Linked DNA regions of Zea mays: region 2 is linked to region 1. A link is a contact called in public Hi-C data. All regions are on one chromosome and are shown on one strand. Each heading gives the region's core, a stretch centred on a gene start, on an enhancer-like site or on the middle of the called end of the contact. The rest is flanking DNA. Distances are from core to core; before and after follow the strand shown.

Region 1 (3,564 bases), core at 572-3,071:
TTGATGTCTTTTTCTCCCTTTCAACCCCATCCTTGTCACTCTCAGCTATAAATGGTAGGCCTAATATAATGGGTTTTTAAGGCGGTGTCCTCAGTTTTGCTCGTGTGCTCAGTTTTACCTTAGTCGGATTTTTTTCTCAACTTTACCCTTCTAGTGCTATATAACATAAGGGCAAAACTGAGAAAAAAGCACGACTAAGGGTAAAACTAAGCACACCAACAAAATCGAGGACACCAACTTAAAAAACCTAATATAATTGATACTACCATTGAGCTTCTTAGGTTTGTCCACATCGGTGGACCGGATGTCATGCACTATCAGACATAGGCTACCTTAACAGTCTGTTGCTGCCACATGCGGTATGCCACACGCTATACTGTAGTAGCCGGTTTGGAACGTTACTAGTAGAGTTTTGTACGGCGGTAACCCTATATACTACTTAGACAACAACTCAGCACGCTTTTACTTCTTTTGGAGTAGGAAAGAAATGATAAAGTATACAGTTGTTAATATAGGATTAAGATATGGAGTAAATATGATTGGAGATGATTTTGGTATAAAGTAAAAAAGTTGTTAACTAGAATACAATAATTCTTTTAGAGTAGAAATTTAAAGTTGTATTAGTGTAGATAGCTTAACCTTGGAATTCTTACCCAGGCCATCTTGGTAGTGAGCTGTTTTAGAGGAGAGAATTGAGTTTTGTATGTAGTCAAGCCACACACACAATAAAGATTGTTGTATGCAAGCCTCTCTCCGGTTCCAAATGCAAGTCATTTAGGATAATAACACAATCTCTAATTTGACAATTTGACTTACATCTGTTGCAAAAAATATATCATTGAAATAATGAAAGTTATAGTCGAAGTACTTTCATGATGATTCTAATAACTAGAATTTTAGGAAAATAATTTTAATATTTATATCTTTAGATAGATTTACTATAAAAATATAATATGCTTTATCTACTAATGTTTTTTTAAAATCATACACATTAATATTTTTTATATATTTAGATTTAAAATTTACTGACTACTCGAATGTAGAGATGGCATTGGATACTTAAAACATGGTGGTTTTTTTCTCTATTAATTTTGAGCCAATTTCTCTACCCATGAGTTTGTTATTGGGTTCAAATGGAAAACCAATGGATATGTGGGCATGTGTTTGTTCTTTCACTATCCATACCCGTAAATCCATGGGTTTTAAAAACCCGCCCTAAAATCAACATATCTTATAAATATGTCTCAGAATATTATTAATTGAATATGTTCCAATTAAAATAAACTCTATATAACAAAGTTTAAGATAAAATTATTTATAACCTTTTTCTTTTATCATAGCTTATTAATATATTGACTGTTATTTATATGGTGAATTATTTTTTATATTACTATTAGTGGGTATGGAAAACCCGTTGATTACTCGAAAGCCGCATAGATATAGGTTTGGACAAAATTTTATATGTGTCATAATTATATATTTTTTAACAGGCGTATTTTTTCTTTATAAACTTGAATTTGGTAAGTGATACCCGAGTTAGTTTTTACCCGTTATCATCTCTACTAGAAAGGCGAGAAAGCCGGTATATAGTCACTGTACAGTGTACACATCCGCGAAACGGCTCACTCTTCGAGGACAGCGCCACAGCAGAGAGTCAGAGACCCAGAGACCGTCGTCTTCCGTCGCGGTCCACCAGCACACGCGTCTTCCGGCCATTGGTCGCGCAAGATTAGACTCCAGTCTCGCCGCGCCACACGCGCACGGCCTCACCCAGTCCTCGACTAGCCGACGCCGAGAAGCCCCTCGATGGCGAGGCGAAGGCGCGCAGCAATCCTGCCTCGCTTCCCTCCAAATTCCCAAAGCTCTCGCGCGCGGTGCCATGGCGGAGCGCCTCGCCGCCTCCCTCCTCCCTGCCGCCTCGCCGTCCCCGTCCGCCCGCCGCGCAACGGTCGCAGCCGCAGCCGCCGCCTCTTTCCCCTCCCCATGCTCCGCCCGCGCGGGGCTGCGCCTACGCTCCCGCCCGCCCCTCTTCTCGCAGGTTCCCTTTTAATTTGCTCGCGCCGGTCGATATGAGGTTGTCGCTTACATAAGATCGAATCGAGCTGCTCTGACTGACCTCGTAGTGGTGGTGGGGTTGCGTGCGCGCAGAAGGCGGCCGGGCGCGGGTGTGGCCTGCGGGTGGTGCGGTGCATGGCAGCGTCGGACGCGGTGCAGCTCAAGGCCGCGCGGGAGGACATCAAGGAGCTCCTTAAGAGCACATACTGCCACCCCATCATGGTACACAACAACATACCGTCCTCCTCCCTTTCGAGTCTCGAGGAGCTACCCGTTGGAGGAAGCCGTAGAAGGATTTGTCTACCTTTGTTCTACATAGTGACTTGCTATCAAAATCAGTGTTTCAGTGATACTATATGTTATGTCTATATGACATTGTGCTTGTTTCCCTTGCATTTTACTGGGCTGAGCAGTGGAAATTAGTTCCGTGTACCATTGCACTGGGTTATTTAGTCACTATCCATTTGACTGGTTAGTCGCACTATCTCATCCTGCATCACTGTATGCATTGACTTTATTTAAGTCTTTGTTTGGTTGCCTGTATACTTGAAGCGTGAGCTGCATTAGTGGATGTAAAATAATTTATTTTGAGACTGTTTAACTGCATCTGCTCATATGTCAAAAACTTCGGTTTCTAGCCAGCCTGAATGGCACGAGCCTGGTTATGTACCAACTATGTCCCTGTAGTCATTTTGTGTTTTGTCAATAAGTTAATGCTTTTCACTCTGTTCAGGTCCGTCTGGGGTGGCATGATTCTGGTACCTATGACAAGAATATTAAGGACTGGCCACAGCGAGGTGGAGCTAATGGAAGTTTAAGGTTCGATGCTGAGCTGAGTCATGGAGCCAATGCGGGTATTTCCTACTTTCTTGCTAGTGGTTGCGAATTTCACAGTGGCTTAAAAAAAATCCTCTTGTCTATCCGACACCAAAACATAGGTCTAAGGTCTAGTTTCGGTTGTGTTCGTTCTCACGTGGGCTACAGTACCATTGTGTATGGACATATGTCTCAAACCTAGTTTTGGTCGTGGTCGATCTCTCATGGGTTACGGTTTTACCGCTACGTATGGGTGACAGTCTAAGCCTCTAAGGGTTTTATTGAGAAGATTTTTTCTTAATACAATACACAGGGGTTATCTTAGCCCTCAGGTCATTTTTTTTACAGTCTGAATTTCTTACACTTTCTAGGTCAGTAGTAACTTGTAGATTTTGACTTGATTTTCACAGGCCTGATTAATGCATTGAAGCTTATCCAGCCTATCAAGGACAAATACCCAGGTATCACTTATGCAGATTTGTTCCAGTTAGCAAGTGCTACGGCGATTGAGGTCACTGTCCTTTCTCTGATTAAGTATCTGACTTGGTCACTTTATCACTCAAGTCTATGCAGTCATATGTTTTGTCAATCACATGATACAGGAAGCTGGTGGTCCAAAAATTCCAATGAAATATGGACGTGTTGATGTCACAGCAGCTGAACAGTGTCCGCCCGAGGGGAGGCTTCCTGGTC
Region 2 (3,564 bases), core at 504-3,003, 170 kb before region 1:
CAATCTAATAGCCGTTCTAGATTGCCCCAAGTAAAGGATTTTGGTGGCCTGTTCATGCCACTTCTTCCCTTAGTGATTTTGTTTGGGAACATATTCACGGTGCTTTGGTGTAATGAGCTCACAATATCAACTTTTTTAGGTTTGCGTGAGCCACTGTTCCCTTTGCCTATTTGATCTTGCTTCTCGGAATTAAGACTTCTTGAAGAAACAGCTCTTTTTGGATTCCTACGTATGAATACGTGCAATGCTGTCAGCTTTTCGTTTCGTAATTCTCCATCATTAGCATTACTTATAAAATTAGCAGAGCTATTAGCAGCAGCATAACAGGCATTGAGCCCTTGGTCCAAATGGTCAGATCCGCCAACAGCATCAGTTATTAATGCCAGGCCCTCAGCACCAGATGGCAATTTCTCCAAATGATGCTTCCCTGGGTCTGACAAGTCCCCACTGTCATGGGTAAAATCATCATTCCGCATCGCTCTGTCAGCCCCATGGCACGTCCCTGAATCACCAGACATTCCACCAAACTGACCTGCCTTTAGATCTAAAGAAAGATCAATGCTCCCTGGAATGGAAGGAACTGAATCTATATGAGCTGGCCTCGAAACAGCTTCAATATCCGATACCAAACCATTTGGCTGCAGCTCATCGTTAGCAAACGTGATAGATCCTATGCCACGTGGCTCTTGCTCGCTGCCATGGTCCATTGAAACTGACAAACCTTCATAACCACATTTTGCTCCGTTACGAGCAGCCAGTAAATCTTGTACGGTTTCCTTTACTACCTCCACCACGGCACGACAATCACCTCCGTCACCCGTCAAACCCACATGCTCAAACTGGCTCCCTTCTGCCGTTTTATCAAACATGCCATAAAGGCATCCAGCATCCTTGGAACATACCACTTCACTGCAAGGAGGATAAGGTATCGTCTTATTCGACAGCCTGTCATTGACCTCATGACAGGTCTGCAAAGCAGCATTTTCAGCAGACGCCGCAGGAGCCAAACTACCTTCCTTCCGTTCATCCATGTCCATGACCCTCTGCTCTGAACTCGAACCCTTCTCCTGTCCTAGCTGAAACCTTCTTCCTCGATGGGAGGAAGAAGCACAATCGACAGGAGTCACCAATCCAAACGCGAAATTGCTCCCTTCGTCACCAATCTCTGTGGACAATCTAGCTTCCGGAGCATGACATACCTCTACTGCGGCATCCCCCAATCCATGGACCGGTTCAGGGGCGGTGGCAGTAGACAGAGCGACCTCCGCTGGCCCCAAGCGCTGGGCGTCAGCAACACGATCCTCCTCGCCGCGCACGGCCGCGCCAGACTCCTCCATTGCGACAGGAGGTCAGCAGGGTCCCGTACGGGTCTAGAACATCCAATGCCCTCACCGCAGCCTCCGCACCCGATCACGCCGCCGAAGCCGGGCTTACAAAACCCTAGAATTAATCGTAGAACACGGGCAGAAAACTCAATCAGGATTCCGTAAGCAAAGGTACCGCCCAACCCTTAGCAACAGGAAAGTAAGAGACAGGCGCGAACCTCGGTGACCCGCGTGGCGGCGAATGCCTGCTGCGTTGCAGTCGTCGGGTCCCGCGCCACCGGCCCCCGTTTCCCTCCGGCGACGGGCGGGACGCGGGAGTCAGGGGCGGCGCCGGGCTAGGACGTGCGGTAGGCGGCGGTCGTCGCCGCGTTGAGGAACGAGGGCGGCGGAGGCGGATAGGGGAAGGGTAGGACAGAGAGAGAGAGAGAGAGAGAGAGAGAGGAGGAGGCGAAGTATATTACTAGTATTTAGGAGATGGAAAGGAAAAAAAATAAATAAACAGGAAAAGGAAGGAGGTGGAGGAGGAAGCGGGGAACAGAAAAGGTTTCGTCTTGTTCCGTTCTCGAGTTGGTGACGCGCAATGGGAGGAGGAAGATGGTGAGATCGCGCTGGCAGACGACGCTGTTGAAACCCGAGCGTATCTGTTTGTTCGAGGAAAAAACGAATCTGTGGGTATATGTGGATTTCAGAGCGCAACAGAACGGAGACAGGCAGTATAGGACTAGAATCGAATTTAAAGGGTGCGGTTGTTTAGGTATATACAAATCTACCCTCTAGTAGATTATATAATTCAGTGTAAATAAAATAAAAGATAAATAAACAACAAAGATTATTATGTTGATTATATAATCTAAATATCTAGATTATAGTAATCTATAAACAGATCATTAGGTGATTATATAATTCGTAAGCTAGATTATATAATCTTAAAAGGAAATAATCAAAACCTTAATACATCGTCTAAAATAGATGTCTTTAAGAAATTAAATGACAAAATCAAGAAGTTAAATAAAAATATATGAATTTTTTTCTAAAGTGTTTGTCTCTATATGACTTTCACATATAATGTTTGTTAATTATATTTATGATGTGAACGATTCTAAATACTCCATTTTATATTATGTGATTTTTTTAGTTGTCCCTTTACTAAAACCTATTTAAGTGACTCGTCCATAAATAAACCGTTTAAACAAAATAATATATACTCCTTTAAAATATAAGTTTCGTGCGTTACGTGTCACATGTGAAGCATGTGGGTCTGTTCCTGTCACGCGCTTCTCGCGTACGGTTGAATCGTGAGAACTCATCCAAGCGCAGCACGACAGGACCACATGTAATGCAACACTCACATATATTACCACCGCGTTAGTTGAAGAAGGACGAGCGAACCGAGTACGCTATAAAAAAGAGAGGTCAGACTTCTTTTCAACCCATACGGTTCTCCAAACTGTTCGTTTAGCTTTAATTTGTAGCGATTTTACTGTTTCTACAGTGTTTTGTCTTTATAGATTGTGGCTGCAGTAGTCCAAAACAGTTGTCTTTAATTCAAAATGAATAGTCTGTATTTTTGGCTAAGATAGAGTGTAATATTTGTTTTATCATTTTCATATGTAAAACATTGTTTATTTAAATAGTGAATTTATTTTTACGTGTATCAAATATAAGCATTATAGTGGTAATGATTAAACGAAGGTAATCGACGGTTTAGCGTTTCGTAGACCGATGTCTAGTGGGAATTTATATTTTGAGTGAAAAGGGTAGGTGTGTGTAAAAGAAATTGGAAAAGGTGAACGGATACACCGCCGTGCGGTAGTTGCAAGTGTCGTAGACCAGGGTGTAGAGAGAGGCGGTTGGTGGCAGTTTATCCTCGCTCGTTCTTGACTTGATCAGCGGTTCACCAACGTCCACGCCAAACCAAACCCTTTGAAAGTTCGAGGTCTAGAACGAGGCCTGTACAATGCTCCTACTAGTAGCCTACTGTATACTGTGGTGCTACTGGAAGGCGTCACGTCCCAGGCTTTATAGTCCTGTTTTACCTAGACTGTATTATTTATAATGTGCAGTATAAATATAGGTATAGAGATAATTAAGCTGATAAAGATAGCCTAAGTTCGGAGCCATAGCCATTCCAACAATTCAGATAAAAAAACTTCAAAATCGTATAGTCTCATCCAAACACTCTAGTATTGGAGGACTTTTAATTTCTTACCGTATACACCAACACGGCAACACCATAGAA

What was found. A called contact is a pair of places that touch in the nucleus more often than the background predicts.
Region 2: a Hi-C map of leaf shows a contact between it and region 1, with 10 times the contacts expected there. The contact joins the promoter of LOC100194077 here to the promoter of LOC100283135 in region 1. A contact is called at or near these places in 4 of 25 Hi-C or Micro-C datasets (ear, leaf and tassel).

Annotation. Positions count from the first base shown.
Region 1 is chr5:175,803,377-175,806,940 of Zm-B73-REFERENCE-NAM-5.0, reverse strand. LOC100283135 reads left to right here and starts at 1,821. Exons shown (of 12, transcript NM_001156037.2): 1 at 1,821-2,038; 2 at 2,149-2,277; 3 at 2,789-2,909; 4 at 3,282-3,382; 5 at 3,474-3,561. The coding sequence starts at 1,880.
Region 2 is chr5:175,976,436-175,979,999 of Zm-B73-REFERENCE-NAM-5.0, reverse strand. LOC100194077 reads right to left here and starts at 1,753. Exons shown (of 18, transcript NM_001359384.1): 1 at 1,544-1,753; 2 at 1-1,440. The coding sequence starts at 1,337.